2 separate regions of the Sus scrofa genome follow, and region 2 is linked to region 1. The links are chromatin contacts, called in public promoter capture Hi-C maps. All regions are on one chromosome and are shown on one strand. The core of a region is the stretch at or near the end of the contact, and the rest is flanking DNA. Distances in the headings are between cores, read along the strand shown. Region 1 holds the start of RNPC3 (RNA-binding protein 40). Region 2 holds the start of COL11A1 (collagen alpha-1(XI) chain).

Evidence for each region. Promoter capture Hi-C pulls out the DNA fragments that hold promoters and counts their contacts.
Region 2: a contact with region 1 is called in a promoter capture Hi-C map of liver, with 7 times the contacts expected there. The contact joins the promoter of COL11A1 here to the promoter of RNPC3 in region 1. A contact is called at or near these places in 2 of 5 promoter capture datasets (fetal liver and liver), 5 of 47 Hi-C or Micro-C datasets (embryonic fibroblasts, mesenteric adipose tissue, retroperitoneal adipose tissue and 2 more) and 2 of 2 datasets of contacts at active chromatin or transcription factors (alveolar macrophages and skeletal muscle).

Annotation. Positions count from the first base shown.
Region 1 is chr4:115,310,148-115,313,453 of Sscrofa11.1, forward strand. RNPC3 (RNA-binding protein 40) reads right to left here and starts at 1,813. Exons shown (of 16, transcript XR_002343546.1): 1 at 1,249-1,813.
Region 2 is chr4:115,636,885-115,640,190 of Sscrofa11.1, forward strand. It overlaps COL11A1 (collagen alpha-1(XI) chain), which reads left to right and starts at 1,497. Exons shown (of 69, transcript XM_001929372.7): 1 at 1,497-1,634. The coding sequence starts at 1,529. LOC110260369 (a long non-coding RNA gene) reads right to left here and starts at 724. Exons shown (of 2, transcript XR_002343562.1): 1 at 401-724. It overlaps LOC110260368 (a long non-coding RNA gene), which reads right to left. Exons shown (of 3, transcript XR_002343559.1): 1 at 2,544-3,306; 2 at 1,454-1,616; 3 at 818-1,273.

The sequences.
Region 1 (3,306 bases), core at 563-3,062:
TAAAAGTGTGGACATACAGCACATTTGACATAGGCTTTCAAATAGTTCAACAGTCCATAAGTTAAAAAACTACTATACCACTCTTAAACCATCCAAAAATATAAAATAGCTTCCATTTATAAAACATCTAAAGCTCTAAACATTTCTCTATATAGCCAAATGCAATTTAAAAATGCTCACCAACAGAAAATTATTTCTGAAGCAAATGTTCCTTTTGTGAGTTTTCCTTAAAATGAAGGTTCAATGGGAGAAGTCTACTTTTAAATATAAACTATATTTAGGTATTTTTAAACTATAAGAGGAAAATAAGTACAAAGTAAATGAATCATTATGCTGAGTTTCTGTAAATGTTAATCAAGACTTTACAAGTTTATTGATTATATACCGCATACCTAATTTTGTCTACTCTATTCAAGATAACCCAATTAAGTGTATTTAAACTGAATCACACAGAATATTTATATTTGCTGGTATACATGACACTGTGCAAAACTGGTTCTTCTTCCAATTCAGTAATTCTCAACCCTGGCTGCATATTAGAATCACCTGGGGAGAGTTAACCACTGATGTTTTGCCCCATTCACAGGCCATCTTTCGGAAACATAACATCACCGTTATTATTTTCATGGCGAGAAATCCACCGGAAACATCTTTAAGTGTAAAAGAAAATAAAGCAACTGTGTATACTCCTGTGTTAGAACTTTTAATAGTCTTAAAATATCGTTTTCTAAAGGAGTCCGTCGGAAACTTTATGAGGAACATCTTCGTCAAAAATCTAGTCGAAACCCTGTAACAAGGTTTCTCCTAATTTACCCTATTTTCTCTTCTATTTTGATGAAAGTTTTAATGCTAGCTTACAAATAAACCAATATTTTAAAAAAAGTAGTGCTTTGTTACTTATTCCTCAGAGTACCCTTGAGTCTAAGAGAATTACTCCCAAATCCAAAGGAGTTTTGAGATTCTCAGCATGAGCGGATATAATGGAATATAACTGAGCTTATTTTCCCTCCTTCTGCTTTGCCCTTCTCACTCGCCCTTTCCCGCAGCGCGGGGAAGAACCCAGGCTCGGGCCAATTAAAACTTGCCTTGGGACGTAAGCTTTCTCGAAAGGAAAGAAAAAGGACTGGCTAGCCCCCACTACGCACGGGCATCTTCCTCGCTCTTTTCCGTCTTTTTTCTGTCAGAACTTCCTCTCCCGGGCCACCAGCCAAAGGCCTTCCCCCGAGGCTCGGGACCGGGCGCCCTTACCAGCCTCCCCTTATCGGACAGGACGCGCACTGACTGTGCCCCGAAATACTTCAGCAAGTCCTCTTTCTCCTCAGCGGTCAGCTCGGCTGGCAGATGCCTCACTAGAAGGGTTCGGTCGCCCCGCGGCGGAGAAAGCGAAGCAGAGCTCTGGCATCCTCTCGACATCGGGATCGGCTGTTCTGGGGCCGCCATTTCCGCTCGAGCACCAGCAACAGAGTAAAGGCGTGAACCCTGCAGTCATCAACCGAAGCTGAGAGAAATGCGTGTTTTTCCACTTCGCGCTAAGGATTATGGAAAACAAGAAAAAACGCGAGAGTTTGCCGTCTTCTCGCGAGACCTACGCCGCGGACCTGTGGTACTTCGAGGACGCTTTTCTCAGACTGCAGGGCGAGGTTCCACAACGATGGGGAAGTAAAATGATTCAAGTTCCAGGTAGCTGCTGAAGGTATTAAAAACAAAAATTCCCCGGAGGAAGGAGTGAGGATTAAAAAAATTGTCAAAGAAAGTAGGAGGGACTTCAGCTACCTTGACGAACGAGGAAATAACCCCAAGGGCAGAAGTCACTTCTGCGCCTGTGCGAGCGAGGAGCGAGTCTGGGCGTGGCGCCAGCGGGGACCCGAGCTGCGCATTATTGGGTTTCCAATCCTGGCGGACTGGAACTTGAGTATGATTGGCAGGTGGGGTCTTGAGGGTGTGCCTACCGTCCGGGGCTGGTAAAGCCTAGACACGGCAAGTTATTAGGCTTAGGGTCGTCCTCGTAGCCAAGCGAGCTCAGTTTAAGGAACAGAAGGTTGAGACATGTTTTGTTTTTTTTGAATCATCAGACTTATAGCAGTCTGATTCGTTCTGCGCACGGTACATTTCACAGAATTGGCGTCCTCTAGAGAAAGATACCCTAATTTAAGTCCCCACAAAAATTCTAAGGGGTAGGTACTCCTCCCCATTTTACAATTAAGGACGCTAATGTACGAGGAGATTTGAGTCACACAGCTAGTAAATGATAGATCAAACAGACTATAAATGATGATAAGAATTTAAAAATCATGGGGAAGCTCCTTCCCAACACACTCATAATGTCATGTGTGTAGAGCCAGGCCTTGGGGGCCCTGTAGGTTAGTTTGGAGTTTTGATTATCAGGAGAGCAATTGGACAGGATTTTTTTAGTAGGGCTTTGTGTGTGTGTATGTGTATATGTATGTAATGATTACATTTTAGATATGAAAATTTCTCTTTGGTTGCATTCTGAAAAAATGGAGTAAAAGCAAAAAGACCAGTTGGGCTACTGGGTAGCCCAGGCAAAAGGCACGGCTAGGGAGTTCCCTTTGTGGCTCAGTGGGTTAAGAACCATGCTAGTATCCACAAGGATGTGGGTTGGACTCCTGGCCTCACACAGTGGGTTAAGGATAAAGGATATGGCATTGGCACAAGCTGCGGCATAGGTCGCAGATGTGACTGTCTGGTGTCTGTGGTGTAGGCCAGCGGCTATGGCTCCAATTCATCCCCTCGCCTGGGAACCTCCATATGCCATGGGTGCAGCCCTAAAGAAACAAAGAAAAAGACACTGTTAGAAATAGTTTGGTGACAGTACCTGAAGAAATAGGAATTGAGATGTATCTTGAAATTATAATTGATAAACTTGAAGAAGAGTAATTAAGGAGAAGTTTGGAGGATGATAATGTCATTCACTGAGCATGAGAAGAGTGAAGTATAGCTAGGTTAGGAACTGTAGGGGAGGGAGGAACACATAAATTTAAAGTACCTCATCAGTATTCATGTTTCAGCTAGGCAGTTGGATGTGTAAGTATGGCGTTCTGGAGAAACATTAACACTGGATACACGTATAGCATCAACACATATGATATTAATATCCAAGGGAGACCAGTGTTGATCCATGGGGGCACCCATTGTTGAGAAATTGAGAGGTGGGAGAACAAGGTGATCCCTCTTGGCATTTACAGTCTAGTAGTAAGACAGACTCAAACAGGTATGTAAGTAAATGAGTTCCTCTTGGAGAGTAAATAAGTACTTTGAGGGAAAGAAAAAAAGAGAGCCAGGGTA
Region 2 (3,306 bases), core at 247-2,746, 330 kb after region 1:
TATTCATTCACTCAACACATCTGTGTTGAATACCTAATATATGCTGGCACCTTGTTGGGCTCTGTCCCAGAAAATTTTTGAAAGACATCTTAAAAAATATTAAGCCACAAGAAGAAGCCAATAGGAGGGAATACTTTAAACACGGAAAAAATGACCAGGGAAGCTATAGTCTGGGTTTAACTGGGTTACTTTGAGGAGGGGTAAGTAGAAGGAATTTAGAAACCTGCCCCTTCTCATTATTTTCACTGTAGAGTGATATTTTCAGCTCCTGAGGCCCTTCAAGAGGAGCCCTGGGCCCAGACGCTTGGAGATCTCCAGGAGTTGCTTTCCTTGCTTTTCTCCTCCCCCTGCCCCTCATCCGGGTTCAGGACAGAATCAGCTGGAAAATTAAATTACTCACCCCCTTAATGTCAGCTCCCATATATTTCTTTCTCCTCCTGCCTCAGAGCACAGTTCAGCTCTTTAAGAGAAGAGCCTCTGAATGAAGCTAGTGCGGTATTTAACCACCAAGAGAGAAACCTGTCAGTTTCAGATCTCCAAGGAGGGCTTCCCTATAAGAAGGGGAATGGGTTTTGACCCCGTGGGCCCCTCCATCTCACCTCCATCCCTTTCTTCTAATTCTCCGTTTAAGAAAATAATAAAAATACTTTTCGGAGCAGGCAGAGCAATGAGTCCGTTGGTTCCACGACTGCTATAAGAAGCAGATTTTTGCACAGGGATAAGATTACGGCTGGCAGCCCAGAACTCCAGTGGTGTGGCGGATCAGACGCTGGGCTCCTCCCCTCCCCCGCTGACGAACGGGAGGCTAACAGACGGGTGCAAGTAGACAAGTAGCTGTTTTTATTGAATACAGAAGCTCCTTGAAAACTCTGTGGACTCCGGGTCTCTCCTGCAATTCCTTTCATTCCCAAAGTGCTGGAGCCAAGCACGCGTCCCCCATAACGCCCTCCCATTTCTTCTCGGGGATTTGGGTAGGAGAGGAGGGAGGAGTGGAATGGGGAGATGGGGGGTGGTTGGTGGGCTGGGCTAGCCAGGAGACCTGATTCTTGGGCAAGGAGAGGGGGGCGGGCTCGGGGCCGCCCGCGAGGCGTGTGATTGGGTCTGACCTTCAGCAGGCTTGTCAGTTTCTCCTGGGGTAAGGGGGGCGCAGGAGCGGAGTGGGCGGGGGAGGGGGCTGCCCAGAGCTTCTCGTCCTGCCCACTGACGGCATGAAGCCTTTAGGGGCACGCAGGCCTCTCAGATTTTTGGTTGAAGCCCCTCATCTGCCGTCAGTCTGAAGGCAGGGCCCCGCAGAGGACGGATCGGAGGGTCCCGGCCAGCGGGGCCAATCGAGAGGGAGAGGAGGGGGCGAGAGACAGGAAGGAAGCAAACCATCAAATTTAAAGAAAAAGCCCTTTGACTTTTTCCCCCTCTCCCTCCTCAATGGCTGTGTAGCAAACATCCCCGACGATACCTTGGAAGGGACGAAGTTGGTCTGCAATCGCAATTTCGTGGGTTGAGTTCTCAGTTGTGAGAGCGGGGCTCGGAGATGGAGCGGTGGTCCTCTAGGTGGAAAACGAAACGGTGGCTCTGGGATTTCACCATAACAACTCTGGCACTGACTTTCCTCTTCCAGGCTAGAGAGGTCAGAGGAGGTAAGAAAAAATGGTTTGGGGGAGGTGGGAGAGTGCCGTCGGTCTTTCTCATTCTGCGCCCCTCCCCCCTTCTTTCCTCCAGCCCCCTCCCCCCCTCAAAAAAACAAAAAACAACAACAAAAAAAGCCCTCAACAGTTCTCTTAAATGAAATCCAGATTGTAGCTGCCATCAGGTTGGAAGTGAAGACTGGAGAGAGAGATGCATGTAGGCGGGACAGTAATGGGAGAAGAGGTAGCAGAAAAAAAGATCTGTCAGGCGCAGAGCCTGCTGAAATGCCCTTCACTACTTTCCAGGGGCTTTGAAAAGAGGAAGAATATTACCTTGAACACAAGGGAAGTTTTACAAAGCTTTTGTTTGAGGAACAGTCCTTAGACTGACCTTTGAACACACCTTCTGGTTTCTTCAGGGTCTAACACATGGAAGTGCTTTTTTAAAGGTGAGCTAAGGAGAAAATATAGAGAAAGGGTATAAAATGAACCTCGGTAAAGTTCTTTGTCTGGAACAAAGTGAGAAGCAAGATGTTGTACTTTTAGGGATACGAGAGAAAGCAGAAGGGCATGAATCTTGAAGCCTGAGAAGTGTGTGTGAGAGTGTGCGTGTGTGGCATTTTGAAGAGATTTTAAGTGGGAAAAAATGGCAGATAAGAAATGGGTAAAGACAAGGAGAACCCTTCTTCCCTGGATTTCAGTCCCCTCTTCCCCTCTATGACCCCCCACCTCCACCCCCACCTTCTTCTTGCAGGTTGGACGTGCAGTTCTCTAGGAGAATGATGAAACTCTCCACAAGCAAATGGGGTGGGGGTGGAGGAATAGGGATTGGAGGGAAGGGGAGGGGGCGCGGGGTGGGATGGGAGGAGAGAGGTAAGGAAAAGTTCCTACGTGGCACCACCAAATATTCAATGACCAGACCTGCTCGGAAGACTGCAGCCCTGTCAGTACCCGAGGAGGGAGAGCGACTTCACTCCTCCCCTCCGCCTCCTCCCTCCCCTTCCCCCGCCCTTGCCCGCAAAGGCATCTGGCCGGAGCGGTCCGTTAGGTGCCGTAGACACGGCCGGCGGGAGAACGCCTTTGGAGTTCAGGGAGCTCAAACAGCTTAGAGTGGAAAAGCAAGCTTTGTCAGGAGTGCGTTGAGACGTAGGGGGTAGGAAGGAGGGTGGCAACGATTGGCTGAGGGAGAAAGAAATTGTGAAGCCCAAATGCGCAGGCTTTAGTGGAAACCTGAGTCTGACCCTGGTGGGTGCCAAGATCTGAGTTCTCCCTAATGGGAATTAGCGCTCCCGGAGGCCGAACTCGGCGAAACCAGGTCTGTGCTTCTTCCCCGCACTGAGAGATGTTCATTCACCTTCCTAAGTAGCATGCAGTGGTGGATTATTCCTCTGTGACTTCCTCGTGAATAGTCAGAGCCTCATTAGAACTACCTTTGAATTTTGAAATAGGTTATGCAAATTCCATGGATTCATTCATTTCTACATTTTAAAAGATAAATAGTGGAGTCTTTGAAAGTGGAATCCATCAGAAGTTTGCGTTTTACCTTTGGTACCTGGTCGCCAGCTGCATTGGTCGGTTCTGTCAGCAGGTCTGCCCTCTGCTGGTTTTATTTATTATTCCAGCATCTGCCTTAGTAAATGAGGCCTCTTAAAATCCTTCCAACTAGAGTGATGCTGGGAAAGGA